Linked DNA regions of Capsicum annuum: region 1 is linked to region 2. The links are chromatin contacts, called in public Hi-C maps. All regions are on one chromosome and are shown on one strand. Each heading gives the region's core, a stretch centred on a gene start, on an enhancer-like site or on the middle of the called end of the contact. The rest is flanking DNA. Distances are from core to core; before and after follow the strand shown. Region 1 holds the start of LOC107873342 (putative ABC1 protein At2g40090). Region 2 overlaps LOC107873343.

Evidence for each region. Hi-C and Micro-C count contacts between places; a contact is called where the count stands out from the background.
Region 1: a contact with region 2 is called in a Hi-C map of leaf, with 2.8 times the contacts expected there. The contact joins the promoter of LOC107873342 here to the enhancer-like site in region 2. A contact is called at or near these places in 2 of 5 Hi-C or Micro-C datasets (both in leaf).

The regions. Positions count from the first base shown.
Region 1 is chr6:91,638,274-91,644,784 of UCD10Xv1.1, reverse strand. It overlaps LOC107873342 (putative ABC1 protein At2g40090), which reads right to left and starts at 3,193. Exons shown (of 10, transcript XM_047414815.1): 1 at 2,825-3,193. The coding sequence starts at 3,161.
Region 2 is chr6:91,164,281-91,170,839 of UCD10Xv1.1, reverse strand. It overlaps LOC107873343, which reads right to left. Exons shown (of 8, transcript XM_016720153.2): 8 at 5,118-5,672. The coding sequence ends at 5,496. Among protein-coding and RNA genes, the nearest start is that of LOC107873343, 16 kb to the right of the region's middle. Within about 2 kb of position 4,804, at least 5 of the 5 cell types and tissues checked have an H3K27ac peak or open chromatin away from gene starts, as enhancers often do. A contact at or near this core is called in leaf, where this site is marked.

The DNA of each region.
Region 1 (6,511 bases), core at 1,944-4,443, 480 kb before region 2:
AGTCTGTTGCCGATGGAAATCTGGAGACACTAAAGTCACCACAAACTACCCAAGAACCATCACAAATTTCTTTTATTACAAACGATTCCGACCACAACTCTTCTCTCTCCCTCATATCACATTCGACATAGAAAACAAAAAGGTACCAAGTCAGGTCTTGGTTGATCCCAAAGAATTCATGAGAATCTAGTTCCACTACCTATGAGCACGTCCTTCCACACACTCTTGTCCCATAGAACAATTATGCCTCCACTTATTTCTATAGAGGCCATCCAAACCCCTCTAATCTATTTGTTTCCCATAGCAGTTGAAAAAAATTTCCTATTGTCCCCCATAGTTTTGTCTCTACAAACATATATATGTCAGCTCCTAATTGCTGCACCAATGATACTTATATTTTATGTCAATGATAAGATTTGAGTTCTTTTGGTACCTGCTAGTTGGTGTTGCTTGGCAGTTGGTGTTGCTTGGCTCATTTGATAGTGACAAAGTTTTCACTTACAGTTTTTTTTATCCAGTTTCGTAAATAGAATCTCCACTTCTTTTTCATGGCCATTGAACAAAACCCCCAAATACTTGCTTAGTGGGATAATGTTGTTTTGAACCCATGTTGTCGATCTGACCTCGACCTCACTGTTGAGACATTACATTTAATGGATAGGATTGAATTGAGATAGGGTCCTCACAAGACACCAATTGAATTTCTATATTTTCCCATGTTTTCCGACTGCTCTCTTAGGGACAAAGGTAAAGAACCTCGGAAAGATCCAATTTTACTGGTTCATCGAGATGATCATCTTCCTTATTCGAAGTTGCGCAAATGTTGAATGTCGCCTTCTCTAATTCCATGAAAACATCAATTCCACTATGTGTTCAAAGAAAATTAAGGTGCTCTGAAAATTGTCTTTAACAAAAGGCTCTTGGGCAGTTCTTCTTTGGCTAATTCTAGGCCTTAATTAAGAGGACCAGTATCGCACCCTTAGGCGAAAGCCAAAACATATATTTTTAAATTCTAATGTACCCCAATTTTAAAAGTTTCGTGCTCTAGATGAGATCCCCTTTCACCATAAGGTTGACCTTGAAGCAAGTTAACAGAGCCCTTCTTTTGTGCTTTTGTGTCGCATATCTTTCCATCCTATGCTACCAAGACAGGTTGTACCTCTCCTAAAAAAACCCTTTTCTCACTCCCACTGAACTACTGTCTCCCTTCTCCAGTTTACGGTGAGTCACCAAGCCTCTAACCATACTGGGAGTGTGAATGCCAAGTCACTATTGGCGATGCCAAAATCTTCTCCAGTAGTCCTTTAACGCGAACTCTAGCCCATCTCAAATGATTCTTCATCTTGGATTCCACTTTTGTCTCAAACCACCCACCACACTTTTCTCCGGTCTTCTTCAAAATGAATTTGACCAAAGGTAAGTGGTGACCGAATTGTACAGACTCTAGAACAAACTGAAACTTGTATGGCTTGGGAAGCTTCCCGTTGTTGGTGATCACCACTAAGTTTTAGCTATCTGTTCTACCTCCTCCAATCCCCTATTAAAATATGCTATGTCGCTGCTCTGGATCGGAATTCAAAGAGGAACTGGATGCCACTCATGTCATAGACCAGGATTCCTTGAGCACCTTTCCAGGTTATTTTGAGCTCATCTCCTAACATCATTGCAAGTTGGAGTGTTTTCCACACCATAAAACTTCCCAACCAAGCATCTACCTAGAAGGTCCTTGCCATCTAAATTTTGATGTGCACAGATGAACTAACCTTGTTCATCATCAGCTCTCTCTCCGAGTCCATATGTTCTTGTCTAGCGTTTCTTTGCAACTCCTCTCCCCTACCATCGATGTAGCATATTTTTTGAGATTTTGTGTTATTAGATTCCTATTAATGAAGTTCTCTATCTTTGTTACCAATATACTCCATCCCTCATCAAATAAGATTTATCTAACGTTTTAGAAAGAGACCTGCTAAGTAGGTGTATGATTGTGGGGTTTTGTAATCATGGAATTGGAATTCCTACTTGCTCTGGTTTCAGGAGGTGGATTGGCAATAAATGGAGTCATATAAGAGGGATTCAAATTTATGAAATGTATGGTTCTCATCTTTTTTTTTAGTTTCCAACAGGGAAAATGACGGAACACAATATGTTAGGGGTGTGGAAATGAAGGCAGGCAACATGGTATCTCAAATGGTGATCTCCAACCGGAGGTTGTTTGTCAGCATGGAAGAAACGAGACTGGTCCTGGATCAGAGACATTGGTCCTCCTCTTTATCTGTGGTCTCACAATATTATGAATGAAGTTGTCGATTACTGTGGTAGCTAACTGGAAACCGAGGAGGGAACCAACCTCAAAAATCATTTGATGAGGGCTCAAATCAAGATAAAGGGTTCTCTGGATGAGATCCCTAAATTTGTTGAAATAGAAGGTGTGAGTTGTGTATAAAGATCCCTATTTGGTGTGAATTGCCGGTGATCATGAAAAGGACACTGGCAGAGATGAAGACATTGGGGAAGGTACGCCTAAAACCTATGAACAAGCAGAAGCTACACAGCCTATTTGTATCGATGAGATAGAGCACGTAGGCCAAGCAGTGGGGCTTTTAAAGTGTGATAGCCTTTATATTAGCTCAAAAAGATCGTACCAATTATTACTTGTCATTTGTTTCTCCATCCTATGGTTATCTAGAGAAAAGAGAAGACACATCCAGCATCAATTGATAAAAATAAAGTTGTATATTTCTAGCCATGGCTACAAGATTCAAAGGACGGGAAAAGGGAAAATGAAAACAAGAAAGAGGAGATTCTCAGGATTGAATCAGAGTACCGAACGCAATGGTGGCAGCCGTGACGGAATCGCGACAGAGGCGGAGAGGAACAATCGTGCAAAGCTTGAGGGCCATGGCTGGGTCGTCGGAGCTGGCAATTGTGGCTGCCGCTGCTCCACCACCAAGGGCGGTGGTGGCCACTAACAGCTTGGTTGTGGCGCGCCACAGAGACCGACCAGCCATTTCCTGAACTTCGACGAAAAATGTTATGCTAACCACAAACCAGAATAATATTCTATTTCCAACATTAGCCCCGCGGTTTAATGCCCACTCAACCGCCTCACTTCCCTGGCCACGTTTTCTCTTCTTTATCATCTTACATCGACTTTTTTCCATCTTGGTTGTGTTTGGTATATTTTTTCTGGAAAATATTTTTTTTGTTTGGTTGTAGTATAATTTTGAAAAATATTTTTGAAAAGAACTTATTTTTCTTCCTCCGAAAGAAAATGATTTCACTTGTGGGCAAAGGAAAGTCATTTTCTATAAAATATTGAGATGTGATTTATTAGAATTTTGAACCAAAATATGAATACAGTGATCAAAATAGGTCATTTATTTAATAAGTTATCAAAATTGGTCAAACATAATAATTTATTACATTTCATACCTTTTTTTAGCAGTTTGATAGTGGATGTGTACATTGAAAATGTTTTAATAAAACGTAGTAATAATTTATTATGTTTTACAAAAAAATTTATAAAACGTAATAATTTATTAAGTTTTACAAAAAATTTTGTAAAAAATAATAATTTATTACGTTTACATGATTTGACATAAAGAAATGATATGATAATACACTGAGTTTTAAAAAAAAAATTATAAATTAAAACTTTATAACTTTTTTAAGTTTTATAAATTAAAATTTTTTATTACAATTTATAAATTATAACTTTTTATTCGTTTCTTACCAAAAAAGAAAATTAAAAAGTTATTGCTTCGTTTTGTCAAATCAAGTACCATCTAGCTCACTCTTTTTGACTTTTTCTTTCATAAATCGTATTAAAAGTTACTTTTTAATAAATAAAAAAATAAAAAATACATAATTATAAATTTATTTTATTAATATGTAATAAAAAATTACATTGTTTTCTAAATTTGGTCTGATGAATGTATAATTGTTGATGTTACATCTCATACAAACTAATCGAATGATTAAAAATATGTAGTTAAATATTATGTTTTAGAAAATATATTAGATTTTTAATTAGAGGTTCACGCTCATGTAAAGTTTAAATTTAGGTAAAAAAAATATATTTTCTATTCACCAACCAAACACCATAAAATATTTTTCGGAAAATATTTTTCACTCAGCAACCAAACATAAGAAAATAAGTAAAACACCAACTTATTTTCTATGAAAATATTTTCTAGGAAAACATTTTCCATGAAAAATATTTTCCATCATACCAAACACACCCCTTATTTTCTGACTTCTTGTGTGTGTTATTAAGAAAATTAAACAAAAGATGTCATCCAAGTTTGATTTAAAATATTGGTGATACTTTGTAATACCCCGTACTTTTCCTAGCTTGAAAAGTTTCCCAAGAATATTAGAAGCTTTCTTCGAAAGATGAATCCACTTTTTTACACGTGGTATTTTCAAGATTTTCACTTTTTGTCATGTGAAAAATTCAATAAGCCTTCCATCGATACCAAATTCGACACTCAGGTGAAAGGTTAGATCCTTTTTAGTGAGACAGTGTATCACTTGAGCTTCAGCGCATCGCGGAGATAGCTCAAATGGCAATTGTCAATTTCCAGTGTTGCTCTGCAATAGTGGCACATCGCGTCAAACTTCTAGGTCGCAGACAAGGTGACAACGCGATAGCTCCACGTCATACCACCGTGCAATTTCCCATTTGTCACTTTCCAGTGACTTGGCACGTCACACCAAGGATGAAAATCGAAAAAAATTTCTCAGAAATTAAAGACGCGTCCAAGGTTAAAAGGGTCAATTTTCTACCCCTGTTTAAACCCAATAGCACATGATTTAGCCATTCTTCACCCAAAATATATCAGTTTCTCTCAAGTTTCACTCAATAACAATCTAAGGTTTCTATTGGGGATTCAAATTCAAAAAGGTTTCACCATCAATCTTCACGAAATCACGAACTAAGGTATGCATAGTGTTCATTCATGGACTCCTTTCGTCCATAAAACCTGAGAATCTCTTTTCTAAGTTTATCTTTATTGATTTCTTTATGTATTTCATGTTGGGTTTGTTTTATTTATGTTGAGAATGAGCAATTGAATTCAAATCCATATTGGGTGATCAATTTTATATGGAATTGATTTATATAGATGTATATTTATGTGAACCTATAAATAAACCTTAGGATGATGAAATTAGAAATGAATCATGATGATTAATTGTTGTATAATGTTGTCTACATGTGCTATGCCTACCATGTGTATGATTAAATGCCTAGATAAAGGAACAATGGCCAACTAGTATGATATCATGAAATCTCCATGTATGTACAAGCTTATGCATATCACATGTTTGATGAAGTGTTTCAATATATGAATTATGAATTGTGTTGTTGGTTATGTGTTCAAGTAAGCTATGCTATGTTAGTTTCTTCTCATCGAGTCCTGGGGGTACTTGTACTCGAATATTTAGTTGTGTGCCTAGAGTCATGTCATGTTTTCATGATCTCCTCAATCAAGCTATTATCCATAGAACTCAGTCAGTCATGTGACTCTGGAAATCTCAGTAATTTCAGTAGCTCAGTATTCTCAATCAATCCTCAGAACTCAGTACATTCCATCAGTCAACGAAACTCAGTAAATTCAGTTTAGCTCCACTAGACAATACCACTAGTATTAGTTCAGTTCAGTTAATTAGCTCAATTCAGTGTTTTTTAGATAGAAGTAGAATTCAGCACCGAGCGAGCCTAGGGATGGGGACTCACCCGCTAGATAGGACTGAGATCCCTAGAAGCAATCCCTAAGTTCCATAACTACGTAGCCTGCATAAGTACAAGATGTCACCCGTTAGATAGGACTGACATACTCAGGGATCACCTGTTAGCGTATTTAAATGTATAGAACTGATCCCAGGGTTCACCCGCTAGATTAGGACTGACTCCATATTAGTTATCTTTATCAGTAGTGCGGTACTGACACTCTTCCAACTAAGGTTACAGGTTGGACCCCAGTTATCTTAGTATGGGGCATGTCGGTTAAATGATTATATCCCACAGTTTCAGTTACAGAATTAGGACTGTTAGATATAGTCAATTCAGCTCTGTAGTATAGATTTAGGACTGTCAGATATAGTCAATCCTTATTATTATAAATAGACCCCAGGATCACCCACCAGATAAAACTGATCTCAACTATGGTCAATTAGTATCAATAGCATCAGATGTAGAGATCACCCGATAGATAGGACTGATCTCAGATTCAGTTACTCAGATACAGTGTGGAACTCAACTAGTTCCATCAGGTTCAGGACTGTCAAATATAGTCACTCATGTTATCAGTTATATTAGTTATCAGAACTTATGTTATTAGCATTCAGCTTTAGGACTGTTAGATACAGTCAACCAGACTAGTTCTTCATAATCAGAACTGTCAGACACAATTATTCATGTATCAGAAACATAGTATCAGTCCCTCAGTATTCAGTAATACAGTATCAGTTTCTCATTCATCAGTGACTCAGATGTCAATGTCAGTTG
Region 2 (6,559 bases), core at 3,555-6,054:
GTCACCTAAGAGAGTGGTTTGAGATTACATTGTTGATGTGTGTTTGAAGGTTTGATACACCTTCTAGTGATATTCATTGGTGGAAGTGAGGGTCTCTCTACTATCTTTACTTTATGCATCTCTTCTTCATCTCTTTTCTTCTATGTGTGTTGTTTTTCCTTTTGTGTGTTTGCTGACTTTTGCCTTTAAGTGTCAATTTCATGTTTTAGTCTTTCTTTAGGCTACATTTAGTATCAAAGCCTTGTTTAGGGTTGTTCCAACATCCCTAAACCTTGGTTTTAGTGTTCTTATTTAGAAAATCTCAACAAAAAAAAGTCAAAAATCCAAAAATCTCAAAAAAAAAAATGATGTCAAGTTGTGTTGTGTTATAGATCCAAAATTTAATCCTTAAATCTACTAAATTTTATTGTGTTTTGTTGGTTTCACTAGATCCTTGCTCTCTAGTACCTAGGGAGTCTAGATCTACTTTTAGAATGAAGATTGGTTGAGTTTGAGCTAAGATCCACCATGGCTATGGAGTTTTGAAGCTTTTGAGCTAGATCCGGATTTGGTCTTGTGATTTGGGCGTGTTTTGTGGCTGATTTTTAGTTGGTTGAGTTTGTTTTGGCCTAAGGAACCTAGATCTACAAAAAAAGTCAGATTTGGAATTCATTTGCTTGTTGGTCAAACTTGGTCAACACTTGAATATTCATCTTGTTCATCCATCATCTTCATATCTTAGTGAAGAAAAATATTCAAAGGTGTTGTTTGAACCAAAAGAGGAAGGAAAGAGAGTGGAAAAGTTGTTAGTCCAAAAGCATATTCCAAGAATATTCAAGTCTTCCAAAACGGGGAGGGGACAAGGGGACGAGGGGACAACAAAGTACATTTGCAAGTACAAGGGGGATACCATTGCATTTCAATTTACATTTGAGGCTTGAAAGGACCTTAAACTGCCTACTTACCCCTCAAAATCCGAAACTCTCTTCTTCCCAAAGTGATACTTGGCCGAAACAAAGAGTAGGGAAATTGAAAATTCGAAAAAGTGACAACCAACCATGTAGTGCCATGTCATTACTTGTAATCAACCAAATTCATCTCTAAAATTAGATTTTCTTAGTTTCTAATTTTTTACTCTAGGTTCTTAAAAGTTGATTCTATCCCTAATTAGTAAGCTAGTAAGTATCTACTAGTTTGGTAATTAGATTAGATTCCATTTGTTTCGTGTCTTTGGTTTTTGTGTGCCTTTTCTCATTTTTAATTCGTAGTGTTTTGTTGGTTCAAGTTCATACATCACTTTATTTGAGTCATTTCAAACAAAGATTGATTCTGGACCAAAGCTTCTCACCACTCAAGTAACTTGCCAAATATTGCCAATTATCCAATACTTGTGAAGCCAAGTGTGAGGTGAGGTTGAGTGGGAGTGTGGTGAGGCTTTTTGAAGTAATTTGTTTGTTTGTTTTGTAGGTTTCTCTTTGCTGTTTTTTTTTTTTTTTGCTTTTGGTAGGTATAATTATGATGGAATCCGAAGGTACCACGTCCCAACCTTTGGGAAATGATGCTTTGGGAGCCTTGATGACTTAGTTTGAGGCCTTTGCCCAAGATATGAAGAGTAATTGTGATGCTTTGAGGAGTGATATGGATGCTATGAGGAGAGACGTGAAGGGTTATATGGGATCAATGAGGGCTGACATGATTAGAATTAAAGAAGGGACTATGTCCATCAAAACCTCCACAAAATTCAAACCACCAAGTCCCAAATCCACTTAACCAAAGACCCTACACTCCACAAAGCCCCATGCCATAAATCCAAACCCATCATCAACCAAATCTAGTTCCCCCTCTCCAAACTTCCCTAAACCAAATTCCCTCCATCCAAGTAGAAAAAGTAAAAGATCTAAAACCCATAAAAGGTGAGGCCGAGCCTTAAGATGGAGAGGAAATGGATGGTGAGGTACAAGAATAATGTGTGAAAAAAAAAAAGAAAAGGGAAGGAAAGGTCTTGGAGCGTGAGCTTGAAAAGGGAAAAACAAATTTGATTGTGGGAATTGCCCACAAATGTGCCTTGATACTTCCTAACCAAAAGACTAGCATTTTGCCTAGCTTTGATTCTTCTTATGTGCAGGTACAAGATAAAATGATATCCAAGAAGGATCCAAAATGAACTAGTGACTACCTTGACCGAGAGCTCCAAAAAGGTGGACTGCCCAAGCTTAACCCAAGGTGACTTTGCTATTCTCAACACTTTTTTGAACTCAAAAAGTTGTGATTTAGTGTCTTGTAAAGTGGTTTTGGGTTTACAAATGTATACCTCCTTCCTTAGTAACTCTTTTGTTGTGAATAATGATCAACTTTCTCTTAAAACTAGTTTACTACTTGAATATGGGAATTGTGGGATTGAAAAACCTCAAGTTAGTATTGATGTTTATAATGTTGATCTTGATAATGATTATGGTCCCTTGTACTTCTTGTGTGGTGAGAACCTTGCTATTAATTGTGTTTTTGGTGATCATGTGTATGGAGAGATTGCAGATGATGAAATGTATGTTGTTAAGGGAGGCCTACTAAGCCATAGGTCCTTAACCTTGTGTGCTAGTCTTCCCTTAAGAAAAAATGTTTTGGGTGAGTGTGATACCCTAGTAAATGAAATGAGTAGCTTCGGATTATTCCCTTGGCCACTTCACCCATTTGATCCCGGTGTACTGTGAGGTTGGGAAGGGATTGTTTTGGCTTGTGCTTATTTTCCTTGATGTTTACCTTAGCTCTATTCTTTGTGATGTATATACTAATTGTTTCATGGATAAACCAAGGGATTGCTGGTTGTATGTCAAATATGTACCCCCTTGGCATGATAATCTAGTGCAAGGAATGCTTAACCATGGGCTAGACCCTTGCTTACTATTTTCTTTTGACCCCGGAATACTTTTGAGATGTGAAAGTTGTAGTTTTGGGTCATACTCAATTATTTTTTATATTGATGCTATTCATGTATTTGGTATCCTTTATTCTAAGTTTTTTATGTCAAATACCAAGGATATGTGGGTGTATATCAAGTTTGATCAACCATAGGTTGATGATATGAGTGTGGTACTAATACTAACCCTCCTACCAAGAGAATTGTGTGTTTGTTTTGATCTCTCTTTGGTTTTGCAAGATCTGAATTTGGGGAATTTCTTCAAGATGAAGAGGATGATACAAGCACAAGGAGCACCAAGAGCACAAGGTATTATCTAAGGGCAAGGCTTCAGAATTAGCAATCAATTGAACACTTTTTGAAATATTTTGAAGCCTTGGTCAAGAGAAAGAAAAAGGGGAACTTATACACTCAAGAGACGCCTCAAGTGAAGGGCATTGAAGACATTTTGCACTCCAAAGTAACACTCAAGAGGCGCCCCAATTCCCTCTCTCATTAAGGGCATTTTTGTCCATTGAATGTAATAGTATAAATAGACCATTTTACTTCTCTTTTCATTAGTTTGGATGAATATTGAAAGGATACTATTTAGAGTTTAGTTCTTAGCCTTAGTTTAGTGATAGCTTAGTGTAGAATCCAAAACTTAAGTGTTTTAATGCAATTGAATGGATCTTCACTTGTGTTGAACATTTGGCAAGAAAGATGTGCTTGAGGAAATGTCAGTCCTTTGGGTCACCTAAGAGAGTTGTTTGAGCTTACATTGATGATGTGTGTTTGAAGGTTTGATACACCTTTTAGTGCTATTCATTGGTGGAAGTGAGGGTCTCTCTACTATCTTTACTTTATGCATCTCTTCTTCATCTTTTTTCTTTTATGTGTGTTGTTTTTCCTTTTGTGTGTTTGCTGATTTTTGCCTTTAAGTGTCAATTTCGTGTTTTAGCCTTCCTTTAGGCTATCAGTTTACATGTCTTTCTGTTGTGAATCTCCACTCTGACGCTGGAGCTTTTGTCCATTTTAATGTACAGTTTCTTCGATTTCTTCAGTTTCCTCACCTTTGATTTTATCGATTCTATCAAATTCTCCAATTAATCGCCATTTGAGGAGGAGAAACGTATGGGGAGTAGTGGGTTGACACTACTTGCTGCTAGCTGATATATAGGAGAAAAATAATGGAGTTAATGGTATTTATGGGTTTTGATATATAAGTAGTAATTTTGGTTCAGAAGTAATTACGTGGCTAATTAATAAGTTTGATTTTTTTTATTTTAATTTTGATGTGCTGAAATGAAATTAATTTGTTAATTCTTGATCTTCATAGAAAAGTTTATTTGTTGTACAATTTGTTTATTTTATTCTTCATATGATTGTGTATTTGATTGAAGATTTTTTGTGGATAGGAGTGAAAAAAAAAAAGAAAAGAAATAGAGGAAGGAAAAGACATGGGGGTGGTGGGGTATGAGGAAGAAGAAGAAAAAAATAATGATCAAAAATTTTAAAGTGGGCCCCACTTAATTTTTTTATACTTTTTTTCTCTAAAACGCACTTTCATTTTTTAAAAAAAAAAACATTGTCACGACAGCCGTTAAGGGAGCAAAATAATACATTTTAAAGTTCATAAGGGGTAAATAATTACAGATTAAGTTTAATGACTAAAGTGAGTTTTCGTGACAAGTTTAGGAGGATAAACATGCTTTTTTCTTTTTTGCTTTCTTTTTTTAGTTTAACCATTTAGCATCGAGAATGTATTGGCCCAACGAACTCAAATTCACTGTAACCTGAGACACATTAAAAAAAATAACTCCCTACTAGCAATTTTTCATTAGCATTACTCGAATCATAAACCCCAATTAATGGGGACGGCGGATTTAGCAGCGGATTTAGCATTACTCGAATCATAAACCCCTATTAATGGGGACGGCGGAATCCGTTCCATCCCACCCGCCACATTCCTTGATGGTGTATAGAGATCAATTTGATATAGGATCGTGTCCATATTATTAGTCAAAAAAGAAAAATACCAAGTTCAAAGATGATCCGCCATCTGAAGATGCTAACAACCGGTCAACCGGTAATTTTACGCGCCTATGATTTGACAATCCGTGGAGCCAACTTGTTTGACCCTATAACTGAAATACACAATACATTTCTTAAATATGACATGGAATTTTGCCTATAAACACGTCACACGGACCTAAACATGAACTGCAATTTCACAAGAAGCAGCTTTTATCAACAAATATAACCAAGTGAATTCTTTTTATTATTTACCCAAAATCACCAATACACGCCAAGATTATATTCACATCTCACAAGACTCAAAACAGCACAAGGAAACTGTGTTATCCTCCAAAGGCATAACAAAGCAGTTTTTCCCTATATTATCTACAAGAAAGCATCAAAAAATGAAAACCGAATCCTTATAAGCAACAGAGAATCTGGAAACCGAATCCTTATAAGCAACAGAGAATCTGGAAACTATGTACCCATTGAATCAATATCCGCAACAAAGAACGAACCTCTGCTGTCAGGAAACCTTTGTGCCCCGAGAACAGCTTCAAACTCGTGATATACCATGAAACACAAACAAGTAATACTTCGGATTCTACTTGTACCAACGGGAAAGCCAAGGGTGACCTAGGGCCTCCTTAGCCGTGGGGCGCTTTTGAGGAGTTATCTCAAGCAACTTTCTGACAAAGTCGAGGAACAATGGATCAGAAACTGACAGCTGATGCTCCAATGATGTTTCCTCGGGGATGATGTATTCCAGTAGACTAGTATCCTATTAAAGAATTCCAAACATAATCAATCAGAAGTTGGACAACTTGTGTTATTCAGATTCTGATGTGATCTGGACTGAATTCCAACAGAAATAAGAGTTCTAATCTAAATTCAACTAAGAAGAAAAGGAATTAAGATAAGATTTTCATTCATTCATACCCTTCACGACATTTTCTCCACTACATATATCAGCTTACTTTCCCCAAATGGGCTGGACTATAAGAGTCAATTAAATAAAAGAAAAAGGTCAATGTGGTATTAACCAAACTATGACTTAAAAACCTGATGGGTCTCATTATCATTATGTAAACTTGTTAACTAACTTTCAGCTGCTTCTCCAACGACCAGACATACAGCTCCGCAAGCTCAAAGTACCACTCTTCTATGCACATTTCTTCCGTTGATTTCCAGAACACAACAATACTCTCCTGTCAAAATTTTCCTTGTCCTCAAGAAACAAAGGAGAGAAAACGAACGCGGAAAGCATTATGATCTTCCCAGGTGGACTGACTCAGTCTCTGGCAATTCAGCACATTCAACAAGTACTTGAACAATTGCCTTGTTCCCCTTTTGAACCATTCTCCTCTCTAGAATCCGGTTAGGACTGGGGAAATATGGACTGGAGAGATTGACCACAGGAGGATGGGAAACCTGATCAGGTAGGGCATAACAGGGTTTGAGTTGAGAAACATGGAAAGTTGGGTGCAACAGCAACTCAAGTGGAAGGGCCGACTTGTATGCAACAGTGCCGATCTTCTTGATGATCATATAGGGTCCATAATATTTTATTGAAGTGATGTCTGTACATGGTGACCTGTCTATAGCGTTGTATCTTCAAAAACACCCAATCCCCTTCTTGAAATTGCCGATTAGACCTCTTCCTATTAG